Regions from separate parts of the Mus musculus genome. Here region 1 is linked to region 2. The links are chromatin contacts, called in public Hi-C maps. All regions are on one chromosome and are shown on one strand. Each heading gives the region's core, a stretch centred on a gene start, on an enhancer-like site or on the middle of the called end of the contact. The rest is flanking DNA. Distances are from core to core; before and after follow the strand shown.

Region 1 (6,795 bases), core at 1,012-3,511, 210 kb before region 2:
CCCGTGGATTCACTAGCGGGTCACATGACAGATGTCTGTGCATTGCTTCTGTAGGATGCAGTGTCCTACATTACTGTCCCATATGCCCCATCTCAATTCTACAAGTCTGATGCTGTTTTTAATTTAGTTTTTGCCCTCAGTATGTCTCTATGCTAACTTCTTTTACTTTCTGCCTCTACAACTCCAATTCTCTCTAAACTCACTGCAAAGCAGACATCCACTTACTTCCCCTGAAAACTTCCCTGTGTACTTGAAGAAACAAAAGTGCACTTAAGTCAGAGGAGCTGGAGCGATGGCCAGAGGTTAAGAGTGTCATCTGCTGCTCTCGCAGAGGGCTGGGATCTGATTCCCAGCGCGTGTGACAACTCAGTGGACTGTGATCCAGTCTCGGGGGGATCCAACACCCTCTTCTGGTCTCCTCTGGCTCTGCATGCATGTGATATGCAAATATGCATGCAGGCAAAACACCCATACACATAAAGATAAAAATGGGGGAAAAGAAAAATATGCTCCCTCAATCATTCTTCTCTTCCTATATTGAATGTTCCTTCCCACCGGTCAGCTTCTAGACTATTATCTACCACTCAACATTCTGCAGCTTCTGTCTCTTACTTCACCCTGCACTCTCCATGACAACCCCCCAGGTGTTAATTCCAGCAAGGTGACGCTGCCCACCTCATTACCTTATCAACCAGCTGTGAGCTTGTTCTCAGCCCTAAGTAGAGCTCTGTCTCAGGACCCTGCAGGTGAGGAATTCAAACGGGGTCAGTTGGACGGCTGTGTGGCTCCTTGTATCAGCTGTGGTCACTGCTAGTGTTCAGTGGTCTAAAGGGCTGCTTTGCTAAGTGCCTCAGGACTTTCTCATGTGGCCAGCCAGGCAATGCCCGAGCAGCTGGATCACTTACGTAGCAGCTGCCTACTGCCACCAAGGAAATAGAAGTTCCCAGACTTCTGAGGCCTGGGCGTAGAGGTGCCAGAACTTGACCCCCAGGTCACTGCAGTGACTTGCTGACAGTAGGTCAGGTTCATGGTCTCAATGGCAAAGGGGAGAGGAAAGAAACTTCCTTTTTCGAGGGATGAGTGTCAGGGACCTGGCTCCTCAGTCCTGCATCTCACTGCACCTTGCCTGACCTTCTCTCTCTTCTCTCAGCTTCTGTGCTATACAGGTCTGGATGAATGGTTTTCAGAACTTTAACTCACAATTAGATATACATTCCAGAATGTAATCTGAGATAGAAGCACACATTTATAAAATGAGAAACAAATGTCTCAGGATAAATACCTATATTACAATATAAATATGCACAGTTCTGTTTTTTATAAAGTACTGTTTTGTCTTTCACAAACGCATCTCTCCTCTTGGGAGAGGAGTCGACTTTCCAGCTTCATGGACCAGCACTGGTCACATGACTTGCAGTGGCCTGGGGGGAGTAGTGTTACCTTCAGAAGGAGACTAAATGCAGCTCACCTCCTTTCTACCCTCTCCATGAAGCCAGAAGACATCTGACAGAGGCTACGCCATCAATTTGGATTTTGGAGTAACACCGTTCAGAGAGAACTAACAGGGACAGCCTATGTTCAAGAGGACTTGAATTACAAGCAAGAAACAAGCCTTTTTGCTCAGGCTTGTGCCCTGTGCCTGCACAACTGTCGCACAACCTAGAGTCTTCCCTTTCCACTACGGCCACCCACTGCAATGACCGAGGATGCCCCAAGGTGCTGTGAGCGACAGTCTGGGGTACACTTGTATTTTCTGCATCTTTCATTCCTCCTTTGCAGTAAATGAAAATTCCTCCAGGATGCATACATCCTGCCCTCTCTATTTACTTTCACTGAGAATTACTGCTCTGGATGCTGCAGTCATCTTTGTGCCCTTGGACTAGCAAACGTGCCCACCACCTGCTTCCTTGCCTTTTACTGCACCTTCTCTTTTTCTTTCCTTTTCTTCAGTGAGAACTGAGTTTATTGGATGTCTGACATCATCACCCATGACCCTTCAGCAGCTTCTAGCAAACTTACCTGTTGTCTATCCCCATAATTAGTGCAGGCTCTGACTCCTGATGGTTCTCTTTAGATGTATCAGACTGCAAGCCAACTGAACATTTTACCTGCTATTAGTTTCTCTCCTTTCCCTCATAGTGGTTCATTGCTTAGAAGGCAAAGCGACTCCCACTTTCTATCTCATGGAACATGTACTTCTAGAGGCTTGTTCAAACATTCCAGCTGTGAAGAAGTGCTTTGTTCAACAACTCCTGCCAACAGGGCTGTTTTTCATCTTAAGAGCTGGGAGAAGGTTCTTCCTTCAGCCGGGCCAGAACCTCTCAGCTTTTCCCTACTTTGCTTTCACTTCTTATCTCTAGATCTAGGGAACAGGGCTCCGGCCATAGCGACTACAATACATTAATCATCTCCTTTCCCCTCCCTGAAGGTTAGCCTGACTACTGAACAGAACGCAGCACTGTTACAGGTACTGCTCGCTGCTCGCCTGACTCGGATGGGGCCACGGAGGCACCATAGAGTAGGGCTGTTCTTCACAGACCGTCTAGATAACTTCACAGTTGGCAGAATGTCTGACTTTATTCTGTCCTAATATGGAGGAGATGCAATCAGAATCGACACGTTAAATAACCCAACTTGCCATTCTTACTCTCCTCAAAGTTTTCCAAGCTACTCAGTCGCAGTCGTACACTTTAAGTCTAAGATTCTGAATATCTGAACTACTTACTGAAACAAGAGCCCAGTGTACTGGCTCACCCTGTGTACATGCCCAGTGTACATGATCAACCCTGGAGAGGCTTCAGCAGGACTGCCTGGGCTAGGAAAGCTCAAGGCTAGCAAGTGAGACCCTGTCACAACAGAGATCAGAACACCCAGAAAAGAAAAACAAAAAGAAACAGAGGCACAAGGCTCTGAGCTTTTACAGTGACCGCCCCTCATTTTGCCAGTTTTTTCTCTGGGATCTTTATGGAGACACTGTTCATTGTTATTGACACACAGTATAACATGGCCACCAGTTTCTTCTGCCCATAGCAAGCAGCAGCAATATGTTTTAGGAAAAGAAATGGCCCCTAACACTAAGGGAGGAGACAGAAACCCACAAAATGGACTGATAGAACACATTCTTAGAAACAATGAAAAGGGCTCAGTTTCATAAGAATTTTCAGAATACAGGCAAATCTCTTGGTCACATTTTATCCCAACACAGCACTACCAGGAAAACAGTTACTAGCACTGCTCTGAGGATAAAAAGTCCTCTCTGGTCCACAGACCTTGCTGAAGAAAGCTAAGTAAACAACAGCCTGGGGCAAGGCTTGCAGCACCTGGACAAGCGAGCTGTGGCGTTTAAGCTATCATGTGGAAGCGCCAGGAGAGGAAGGCACTGCGGTTGTTCTGAAACAGCGCGGTTACTGTGCACTTTCCCCAGGGAACGCCAGGTACCACAGGATTAGGATCTGCTATCTCTGAGAGATACGACCCCCAAGCACCAAGTAAATCCCGAAGGAAAAGAAAAAGTAAGAAATTGCCTCACCATTCAGTCCACAGCGCAGGTAAGTCCTAATCTGGACTTTATGGAGATAGGACTTTCTCAGATGGTAACTTCTGACCATGCAGAGGGCTGATGCTGAGAAAGCAGGTTCTAGGTAAGAGGGAAGCTTGCTACCCTATTGTTCACATGCCAGCCACTGCATCTTACTCTTGATTCCTCAGCAGTGAGCAATCAAACTGTTGGTCGCACCGACACCCTTTGGGTGTTAAAAGGACCTTTCACAGAGGTGAACTAAGACCATCGGAAAACACAGGTATTTACATTATGACTCACGACAGTAGCAAAATTACAATTATGAAGTAGCAGTGAAAACAATTTTGTGGTTGGCGGCACCATAGTATGAGGAACTGTATTGAAGGGTTCCAGCATTAGAAAGGTGGAGAGCCATCTGCAGAGTCTCCAACCCCTTGAGCTCCACATAAATCCAGTCACGCACACTGTAGGCACACACCGTAATCTAGCACCCACAGGCTGAAGGACATTCTTAGACGCGCTTTATAAACGCAGCGAACAGAAGCACGCTCCACTTTAAGATGCAGCTCCAGATGAGACTGCATCCTGACAAGGTCCCTCTCTCTGACTTCTGACATATAAAACGAAAGATGATCCTGTGGGTCTAAAAACAATTATGTTTTCTACTACAAGTCAGAACAGCTACTACTTATCAGTCTTCAAACTCACTTTTTTAAAGAAAAAAAAATCTCCATTCTGGACATTGCTTTCCAAGTATCTGACAAACTTCTATTTCTACATTTTTACACATCAAACTAGATTAAAGAGAAAAACAAAAAAAAATTAATTCCACATTTTAAAACAGGCAATTATTTTGCACTGTATTGAGCTACAGGTCAGACAATATATCCAGCATTATACAGTAAGCCTCTTTTTTTTTTTTTTTTTTTGAGACAGGGTTTCTCTGTGTAGCCCTGATTGTCCTGGAACTCACTCTGTAGACCAGGCTGGCCTCGAACTCAGAAATCCGCCTGCCTGCCTCTGCCTCCCGAGTGCTGGGATTAAAGGCATGAGCCACCACACCCGGCTCAGTAAGTCTCTTAAATGATGTAAGAACAAAGTTGTCAAAGATTACACAAAAATATTGCAAAGTGCTGAACCAAAGGAAAACTAAACAAATCAGCTACCAAACTGCAAATATGCCCTCAAAATCTTATGGGAGTCAAAAATTCCAGTAAAAATAACAGAAGAGATGAGAACACAAGTTTTTTATTATCACACTTCATATGTTATAAAACATAACAGCTAACTTATTTTTGGCAACGTGATTAGGGATTGCAACACTCTGGCTTCCACAACTTACTTGATTGTCAAATGCATCTTAAATGGAGCGTTTCATGTTAATTTCAGGCATGCAGGCAGTGTGCAGTCTCAGAGACACTGAAATGTCAACGCTTCAGCATGGATCACCCCAGCAGTTATTAACTGGCCCAGGTGTTTAGTGGTGGAGAGGCAGGCAGGATGTCGTAGTGGAGAATTTCAACAATGCAGATAATTGAAACCAGATCTAGCTTATTTTACAAAAGATTATTTATTTGTATGAGTGTTATGCCTGCATGTATGTATGTATGTATGGATGGATGGATACCATGCATACATCAGAATATTCTGCAAATGTCAGAAGGTGTCAGACTCCCTGGAACTAGACTTACAGATGGCTGCGAGCTACCATGCAGGTTCTGGGAATTGAACCCAGGTCCTCTGTAAGAGCAACAGTTATTCCTAACTGTGGAACCATCTCCAGCCCCAGATCAAACCTTTGAGTAATGAAAACACAAAGTTGTACAGACAACACCTTTACCTCCCTAAAGGTGCCTTTCATGTAGGAACACACATTATTTTCTAGTATACCAGTCGTGTCTGTGTCTCTTCTCTCTCTATGCGATACATGTATGTGTGTGTATGTATGTATATGCATGTGCATGTAAAGACAAAGGTTGATGCTGGGTGTCTTTTCCAATTGTGCTCTTAGTTTTTGAGACACTGAATCTGGAGCTCACGGGTTTTTTGAGGATGGCAGGTTCACACACTCCAGGGATCTACCCTCTGCTCCCACAGAACTGGGGTTTACACCTGGCTTTTACACAGGTGCTGGAGATCCAAACTCATGTCCCCATGGCTGTGGTACAGGTGGAGCCATACCTCCATACCATTAAAGAAGAGGAGGTACAGTTTCATTGCTCTCTGAGACTCTGAATCATAATATATCTTTACAAAATGATTCTGTACAGCTTGTGTTTCTTCCTTTCCTCCTCCCCTTTCCCCTCCCTTCCTTCTTTCCATCCTTTCCCATCTCAATCCAAGTATCCACAGGAGACTACAACCCTGGGAAGACACACAATTACTAGCTTGTCAAAGACTCTGCACTCTGGGACCTGGTTAAGCTGTGATCAGGTTTCTGACCAGAGACTGACAGTAAATACATATGGTTTTACAAAGCTAGTCTGGGGCAATTTTATATATAACAGTAGGTAACCAATATAGTAGTTAACCTAATGATTGAAATGAGTCTAGTATTATTTCCATAAGAACAATAATAGATACTTGCTTAGAATGTTGAAATCCTAGGCAACACTCTTAATATTTTGCATAAATCGTCACAAAATCCTTGAAGAACATATTTCCAATTTGCTGATAGAGACACTGAGATAGAGACTCAATGATTTGTCTCTTTACACAAACAAAAAATGTCAGAAACTGACTTGAGCCTAAGTGAGTAGGTAGAGACAGAGCTCACAGTCACACTCGGCCTGAGTGCTGGGAAATATGGCAGCCACAAATAGCATGAGAGGAATTTCAAGGACAGAAAAGAGACTGTAAGTGACGCCAAAGGTAACATCAAAAGCAAAGCTGCTTCCTGAATAAAAGGCCTTATCTAGGGCAAAATACAAATGAGTGGAAGTAAGAATTCAATGAATAGAGTGTAATCTTCAATTTATTGAATTCACCCAGACATAAAAGTTTATTTTCTTATATCCAAAAGGAGAAAATTAAAATCCATTTGGTATTAAAAACAGCCAGGGAGTCTATAGTTGTACTTTTTCCAAGTGCTGGTTTGAGCACTGAACGAAGCAAGCTGGCAGGAAAGGAGGCAAATTCCTAGTGGGATCCAAGACCCCGCTGGAGGTATTTTATCACACGGAGTGAAACTATTCATGGACAGGGCTGCTGTGAAGGGATCCCTTCCTCTTGCTTAGCTGCCTCATCCACGAGACTCCAGGCCTGTAGCTAAAAAA
Region 2 (7,408 bases), core at 896-3,395:
AACACTATGTCAGTGATCTCAAAATTGAACCTCGGGGCTTTTTTTCTGCCAGTGGCCAGAGCAGATGTGTGGCACACTTTATTAACTCAAGTACCCACGAGTTGAAAATTTCATTAGTTTCAAGGGAGGGCTAAGTCGTATCAAGGGCCCTGGTCTGGACAGACTCTTTGTGTTAAGCTGACCCCTAGCGAAACGGATTATTGTTCTAAATGAGACAAGTGATCTAATGTTCTGCCTATTAGGCACCCACGGCCTGTAACCTTTTGGAATACAAGTGTGGGAAAACAGCACGTTTTGCTACACCCCTGACTGCACATTCCTGACAGGTGGCAGCTGGCATCTTAGCAACTGTCAACAACGAGCCCAGAATTACCCAGTGCTTCTCTAAGGCCAGGTATTGGGTGGGGTCAGGAAGCCACCTGCCTTGGATGAAGGAGCTCAGAAAAGCAGAGATCTGTCTCCATTGTAACCCTGTGACAGGCCAGGGGATGGCTACTGCCAGGCTGTAAACTGGTAGGAGAATAGGGGTGCCTGACTTTTGTTCTTCTTGGGCTATCCCGACTCTGGGCTTTGCATTGGGGCTGTGGAACACGGAGAGGGGGAGCCTGGCTGGTTTGTTGTACAAAGAGGTCCTTGGAGTTTTGGGCTGAGTGACTAGAGCAGCTCCCATCTCTGTAGAGCCCACCTTTAAAAAAATTTTTATTGGATATTTTCTTTATTTACATTTCAAATGTTATCTCCTTTTCCAGTTTACCCCTCTCCCGAAACCCCCTTGCCATCCTCCCTGCCCCTGTTTCCATGAGGGTGTTCCTCCACCTACTCACCACCCACCCACTCCCACTTCTCTATCCTTGATTCCCCTATACTGGAGCCTTCATAGGACCAAGGACCTCTTCTCTCATTGATGCATGACAAGGCCATCCTCTGCTACATATGCAGCTGGAGCCATGTGTACTCCTTTGTTGATGGCTTAGTCCCTAGGAGCTCTGGGGGGTGTGGTTGGTTGATATTGTTGTTCTTCCTATGGGGTTGCAAACCCCTTCAACTCCTTCAGTCCTTTCTTTAACTCCTCTAATGGGGACCCCGTGCTCAGTCCAATGATTGGCTGTGAGCATCTGTCTCTGTATTTGTAAGGCTCTGGCAGGGCCTCTCAGGAGACAGCCATATCAGGCTCCTTTCAGCACGCACTTCTTGGCATCCACAATAGTGTCTGGGTTTGGTAACTGTATATGGGATTAATTCCCTTGGTGGGGTAGTCTCTAGGTGGCCTTTCCTTTAGTCTCTGCTCTACACTTTATCTCCATACTTGCTCCTGTGAGTATTTTGTTCTCCTAAGAAGGACCAAAGCACCCACACTTTGGAGAGACTACCTTTCGAAACCACTTCGCCTGGGGCCACTCTTGCTTAGGGAAAAGGCAGTCACGTTTATCCCATTCAACAGCTCAGAGACCTCTCTGGCCCATGAAGGTGATGGCAGAGCTTCCCTGGACCCAGGTGTGTTCAGAGGATAATGTTGGGGAATGATGCACGGCAGGGTTGTATTCACATGTGGAAGGTAGACAGAGAATGAATGTGGCATTCTGCCCATGGAGCTGAGAGGGGCTCTAAGGGCAGGGGGTAGGTGGGTGCAGTGTCAGAAAAGCTAGAACAATAGGGTCAGGAAGCAGCATAGGAAAGAGTGGGTTGAGAGGTTGGAGAGAACACAGATGCTGTGGGCTGCTTATAAACACCTGTGCACTTTCTCTGGATAAAGGTTGGGATTTAGACACAGGCAGAGAAAGAGTCCCAACAGAGGGTACTTAGGCAACATCTCTGGTGGCCCTCTGGTCTCCAGTGGGGCCTGTGATGGAAATCCAGCCTCTGACACACCCAGTCCTTTTGAGGTGGAAGGCTGGAAGCCTTGGAATGCAGCCTGAGGGCCTGGGCTTGGATCTCCCAGAGTCTCGATGACTTGGCCTCCAGGAGAGCAGAGGCTAGAGCAACGACACTGGCCCCTACCTTCTAACAGACAGAAAGCAGAGCTGGTTGTAAAACCTTAATTAAATGAAATATTTTAACAAGAAATTCCAAGAACAGAATGGCCTGCTTGTAAGCAAGCCATCATGAAAATAAAAGCTGACAGGAAGTGTGTGTTCCGTTCAGCAGTTGAAAGTTTCTGCAAGAAGGAATAAGAAATTGTGGAGAGCTGGGCTGCCTCACACAAGTGCTGAGCAGAGGCTGGTGGGCAGAACTCCACAAGGCAGGGTCTGAGTGGGACCATAATCCTCTGGCTTTGATGAGTTTGGATGACCTACCACCATCCACACACTCAGACCTTCCCTGAACACCCGTAATGAGCCTGGGAGTGTGTGAGGCTATAGACACACAAGGCTCTCAACAGGTAATGAGACAGGTGCCACAGAGGCAAAACTGAGATTAGTACTCTCGACGATGGGCGCGCCCTACCTCTCCCTAAGTCCCGGTTCTTTACAACTTGGTTTACCTTTCCAGCCTGGCCACTCACAAAGGTACTCATGAAAGCACTTAACTAAGACTGCAGGGAGATTCTCTAGGGATAGAGTATGCCCTTCCTGAGAGAAAACAGTAAGTCCTGTGTACACATTTACACAGCAGATGGAATATAGTCTAGTATACTTGCGCCCATCCTGAGTCTTGTACATTAGATGATCTAGGAACCCATTCCTGCCGGGATGTCTGGGCACTTCTAGGCCAGGTGAGAGAAAATGGGAGATCAACTATTGGGCAAATAGTCAAAGGCGAGTGAGCTCAGGAGAGGCATGGAAATTCTAGGAAGACTTCCTGGAGGAGGTGAGCTGTGAGAGAACCTGAAGAAGGCATGCCTGGCAGGGGAAGGAAGGAGTGAAATAGGAGATCGAGTACCAGAGATGGTATGTGACCAAGGGACAAGAGAATTTGGCCCCGGAGAAGAGTAGAACCAGGGATGTGCTGCCCTAGGCACGGATCAGAGGGAGAGGGAGAGAGGGAGAGAGGGGGATGGGGAGAGTGGGGGAAGGGGGAGGGGGAAGGGGGAGGGAGAGGGAGAGGGAGAGGGAGAGAATCTGTTCCCATCTCACTCTGGGGTGCAGAGAGGAAAGCAGACCGTGTACACAAGTGGAGTAAGTTGCTGAGATTTTTGGATTCTTTCTTTGAGTAGAGGAATTTCTGTGACAATAGGAACAGGTTTCCCTTTTGCTACCCAGTATACTGACTACACACATTTTCCCTACTGCCTCAGCAGACCTGGTACCAAGCTTTATAAAAATTCCCCAAACCTCTGAAATCTGCATGCTAGACTTGTTTTCTCCAGTGTAGTTCATAGGACAAGAGGGCACTTATAAGAATATTTCCCACCAAGGTGTCTGTACTGGCTGGTTTTGTGTGTCAACTTGACACAGGCTGGAGTTATCATGGAGAAAGGAGCTTCAGTTGGGGAAATGCCTCTACGAGATCCAGCTGTAAGGCATTTTCTCAATTAGTGATTGAGTGGGAAAGACCCCTTGTGGGTGGGACCATCTCTGGGCTGGTAGTCTTGGGTTGTATAAGAGAGCAGGCTGAGCAAGCCAGTAAGTAACATCCCTCCATGGCCTCTGCATCAGCTCCTGCTTCCTGACCTGCTTGAGTTCCAGTCCTGCATCCTTTGGTGATCAACAGCAATGTGGAAAGTGTAAGCTGAATAAACCCTTTCCTCCCCAGCTGAATCTTGGTCATGTTTGTGCAGGAATAGAAAACCTGACTAAGACAGTGTCTTATATTTGTAAGTTTCAAATACTCTTTGATTACTCAAAGTGAACATGGATCCATGGTTTCCAGGATCTAGTGAATACAGGGTGAAGTAGAAATCAAATCTGGTTACAATATAGCGATCGATCATCTGTAACGTTCTGTTCATGGAGAGTCTTGCCTCACTTCTTCCTTTAGGTCCCAGGAGTGTCTAAAGTAGGAGGCTGCCGTCTACTGTGTGTATGCTCAATAACTGCACAATTGAGTTTCGAAATGAAAATCACATAATGTTTTATGAAAGTTTGTGGGTTTGCATTATGCTGAATTCATTCATATCTATCCTTGGTCTTCATGTGGAACACAAGTTGGGCGCACCTTCTAGACACTGAGAGGGAGAGGACAAGTAGAGAATGTTCTGTCTTGGAATCCACAACCCCTCTACTGTGCAAGATTCCCATCTCTGCTTTTGAGAGAAGACAAGTGTCCAGGGTGACTCTTTAGTCATTCACCTTGTCCCAGTAAAATAACTTGAATATCTTGTTAAACAGAGTCTGTAAAAATCATGGTAGGGGGAATCATTGTCCCCATTTTATTTGTAAAATGAGGGAGAATTGTTTTTAATGATGCCTGTAGTTAGGACTGGTTAGCTTACCGGAAGGACAAATGTTTACAAATTGGATAACTGCTTTGATTTTTCTGAAGGGTTACAGCTGCACCGTGGATGTTCTACCATTATCCCATGTGCCACTCACATGAGAGTGCTGTGGCCACAGATTTCAATTCATCCCACAGTGATGGTGGCTTCTCATACTTTGTAGGGAAGACTGGGTTGGGGGTGGGGGGCAAGTTGAAAGAAAATAGAAAGAGATACAGAGATGGGAACAGATGGCTCACAGGGACAGGCATGTTGTAGGAATGTCCAGAAAACTTCAGGGATGTGTGTGAGATGAGGCTTAATGGATCCATCTATATGTTAAAGAGGGCATGGCTGGACAACTCTGCAGACTCAGGCAGCCAGCATTTAGGAACAGCAACTTCTGTGCTTATAAGTCCTGATGCTTTGGATTTGCTTAAAACAGGGCATACTATTGTATAACTCAAAGCTCAGGATGTCAGATCATAAGAATGCTGACTTAGAAGTTGTGGGTCTTGTCAGAGGTCACACAGCCTGTGGTAGCAGCCTACAGACTGCTACTGCTTCTGGTAGAGAAACCTGTTTATAAAAGGACTCTATGAGCTCAGGATTTAAGCTCCCAGGATTTCAAATTTCCTCAGAGCTTTCTCTCTCAGGACCTAGGACCCCCATGAGGAACCTGGAGGAGCTGGGTACCCCTGAAAGAGGGAAAGTTAAAGGTTAGAAAGACTTGTATTCCTTTTGGGACTGGGTTGCCTCACTCAGGATGATAGTTTCAAGTTTCATCCATTTACCTGCAAAATTCACAATGTCTTTGTTTTTAAGAGCTGAATAGTATTGCATTGTGTAAATGTACCACAGTTTATTAATCCATTCTTCAATTGAGGGACATCTAGCTTGTTTCCCTTTCTGGCCATTACGAGTAAAGCTGCTATAAACATAGTTAAGTAAGTGTCTTTGTGGGATGGTGGAACATCTTTTGTGTATATTCCAAGGAGTGATATAGCTGGATTTGAGGTAGAACTATTCCCAGTTTCCTAAGAAACACCAAATTGATTTCCAAAGTGGTTGTTCAAGTTTGCAATCCCATCATCAATGAAGGAATGTTCCCCTTGCTCCACATCCTCGACAGCATGTGCTATCTCTTGAGTTTTTGATCTTAGCCTTTCAGATTTGTGTAAGATGGCACCTCAGAGTTGTTTTGAATTCCATTTCCCTGATCACTAAGGACTTTGAACATTTCTTTAAGTACTTCTCCACCATCCAAGATTCCTCTGTTGAGAATTTGTTTAGTTCTGTACTCCATTTTTAAATTGAGTTATTTGGGTTGTTGATGTCTAGCTTCTTGAGTTCTTTATAAAATTTGGATATTAGCCCTCTGTCAGATGTAGGGTTGGTGAAGATCCTTCCCTAGTCTGTAGGCTTCTGTTTTGTCCTATTGACAGTGTCCTTTGCTTTACAGATATTTCATGAGGTTCCATTTAGTAATTGTTGATCTTAGAGCCTAAGACATTGGTTCTGTTCAGGAAATTGTCTGTTATATTAATGTGTTCAATGCTATTTCCCACTTTCTGTTTTATGAACTTTAGTGTATCCTGTTTTATGTTGAATTCCTGATCCACTTGGACTTGAGTTTTGTTCATGGTGATAAATATGGATCTATTTGCATTCTTCTACATTTACATATCCAGTTAGACCAGCACCATTTGTTGAAGATTTTTATTTTTTTTCCATTGTATGGTTTTGATTTTTTTTAAATGAAAAAATCAAGTGACCATAAGTATGGGTTTATTTCTGGGTCTTCAGTTTGCTTCCATCAAACAACATTTCTACACCAAAATCACACACATACTTTTTATCACCATTGCTCTGTAGTACAGCTTGAAGTCAGGGATGATGATTCCTCTTGAAGTTCTTTTATTGTTCAAGATTGTTTTGGTTATTCTGGGGTTTTTGTTTTTCCATATGAAGTTGAGAATATCTTTTAAGGTCTATACAAATTTGTGTTGGAAATTTGATGGAAATTGCACTGAATCTGCAGATTGCTTTTTGGTAAGATGGCCATTTTCACTATGTTAGTCCTACCTATTCCATGAGCATGGGAGATCTTTCTATCTTCTGATATCTTCTAAAATTTCTTTCTTCAGTGACTTGAAGTTCTTGTCATACAGATCTTTTACTTGCTTGGTTAGAGTTATACCAAGATATTTTATATTATTAATGGTTATTATAAAGGGTGTTGTTTCCCTAATTTGTGTAAATAAGGGCTACTTATTTCTTTGAATTAATTTTATATACAGCCACTTGGCTGAAAGTGTTTATCACCAGTCCCAAAAGGACATGCATGACAGGAGCCTAGCTCCACCCAGCAGCTGACTCAGACAGATACAGACACCCACAGCCAAACAATGGATGGAGCTTGGGGATTCTTATGGAAGAATAGGAGGAAGAATTTCAGCCCTGAAGAGGATAGCAACTCCCTAGGAAGGTGAACAGAGTCAACTAACCTGGACCCCTGGGGCTCTCAGAGACTGAACCACCAACCATAGAGCATACACAGGCTGGACCTGGGCCTCTAACACATATGTAACAGATGTGTAGCTTGGTCTTCATATGGGTCTTGAACAACTGGAATGGGGGCTATCCTAAAAGCTGTTGCCTGTACATGGGATATGTTCTTCTAGCTGGGCTGTTTTGTCTAGCTTCAGTGGGAGAGGAAGTTCCTAGCCTCACAGAGACTTGAAGTGCCAGGGTGGGAGGTTACCCAGGAGGCAGTGGTGGGATGTAAAGTGAAAAAGTGAAAAACAAAATTAAATTGAAAAAGAAAGTCCTGTATTCATATTATCCTGCTGGCTGGCATTACTGGGGAGTTGTGGCTGGGTGTGGACTCTATCATAGTATTGTGCCTTTGCTGTACTCAGGACTAAGGGGAGATCTTACACCCTCACTTCATTTCTTTTCCCATCAGAGAAAAGGAGTTAGTGGGTCAAGGCTGCTAGGCATGTGTATGGGACAGCATGGTGGGGTAAACTCAATATGTAGTCTGACATGGCA

The links. A called contact is a pair of places that touch in the nucleus more often than the background predicts.
Region 1: a contact with region 2 is called in a Hi-C map of uterus, with 4 times the contacts expected there. The contact joins two enhancer-like sites. A contact is called at or near these places in 2 of 484 Hi-C or Micro-C datasets (embryonic stem cells and uterus), 2 of 115 datasets of contacts at active chromatin or transcription factors (embryonic stem cells and pancreatic cancer cells) and 1 of 9 other capture datasets (embryonic stem cells).

The regions. Positions count from the first base shown.
Region 1 is chr12:8,240,392-8,247,186 of GRCm38.p6, reverse strand. All of the region lies in intron 4 of Ldah (lipid droplet associated hydrolase), which reads right to left. Among named protein-coding and RNA genes, the nearest start is that of Gm33037, 36 kb to the right of the region's middle. Within about 2 kb of position 2,261, at least 17 of the 459 cell types and tissues checked have an H3K27ac peak or open chromatin away from gene starts, as enhancers often do. A contact at or near this core is called in uterus, where this site is marked.
Region 2 is chr12:8,024,763-8,032,170 of GRCm38.p6, reverse strand. No RefSeq gene overlaps it. Among named protein-coding and RNA genes, the nearest start is that of Apob, 51 kb to the right of the region's middle. Within about 2 kb of position 2,145, at least 10 of the 459 cell types and tissues checked have an H3K27ac peak or open chromatin away from gene starts, as enhancers often do. A contact at or near this core is called in uterus, where this site is marked.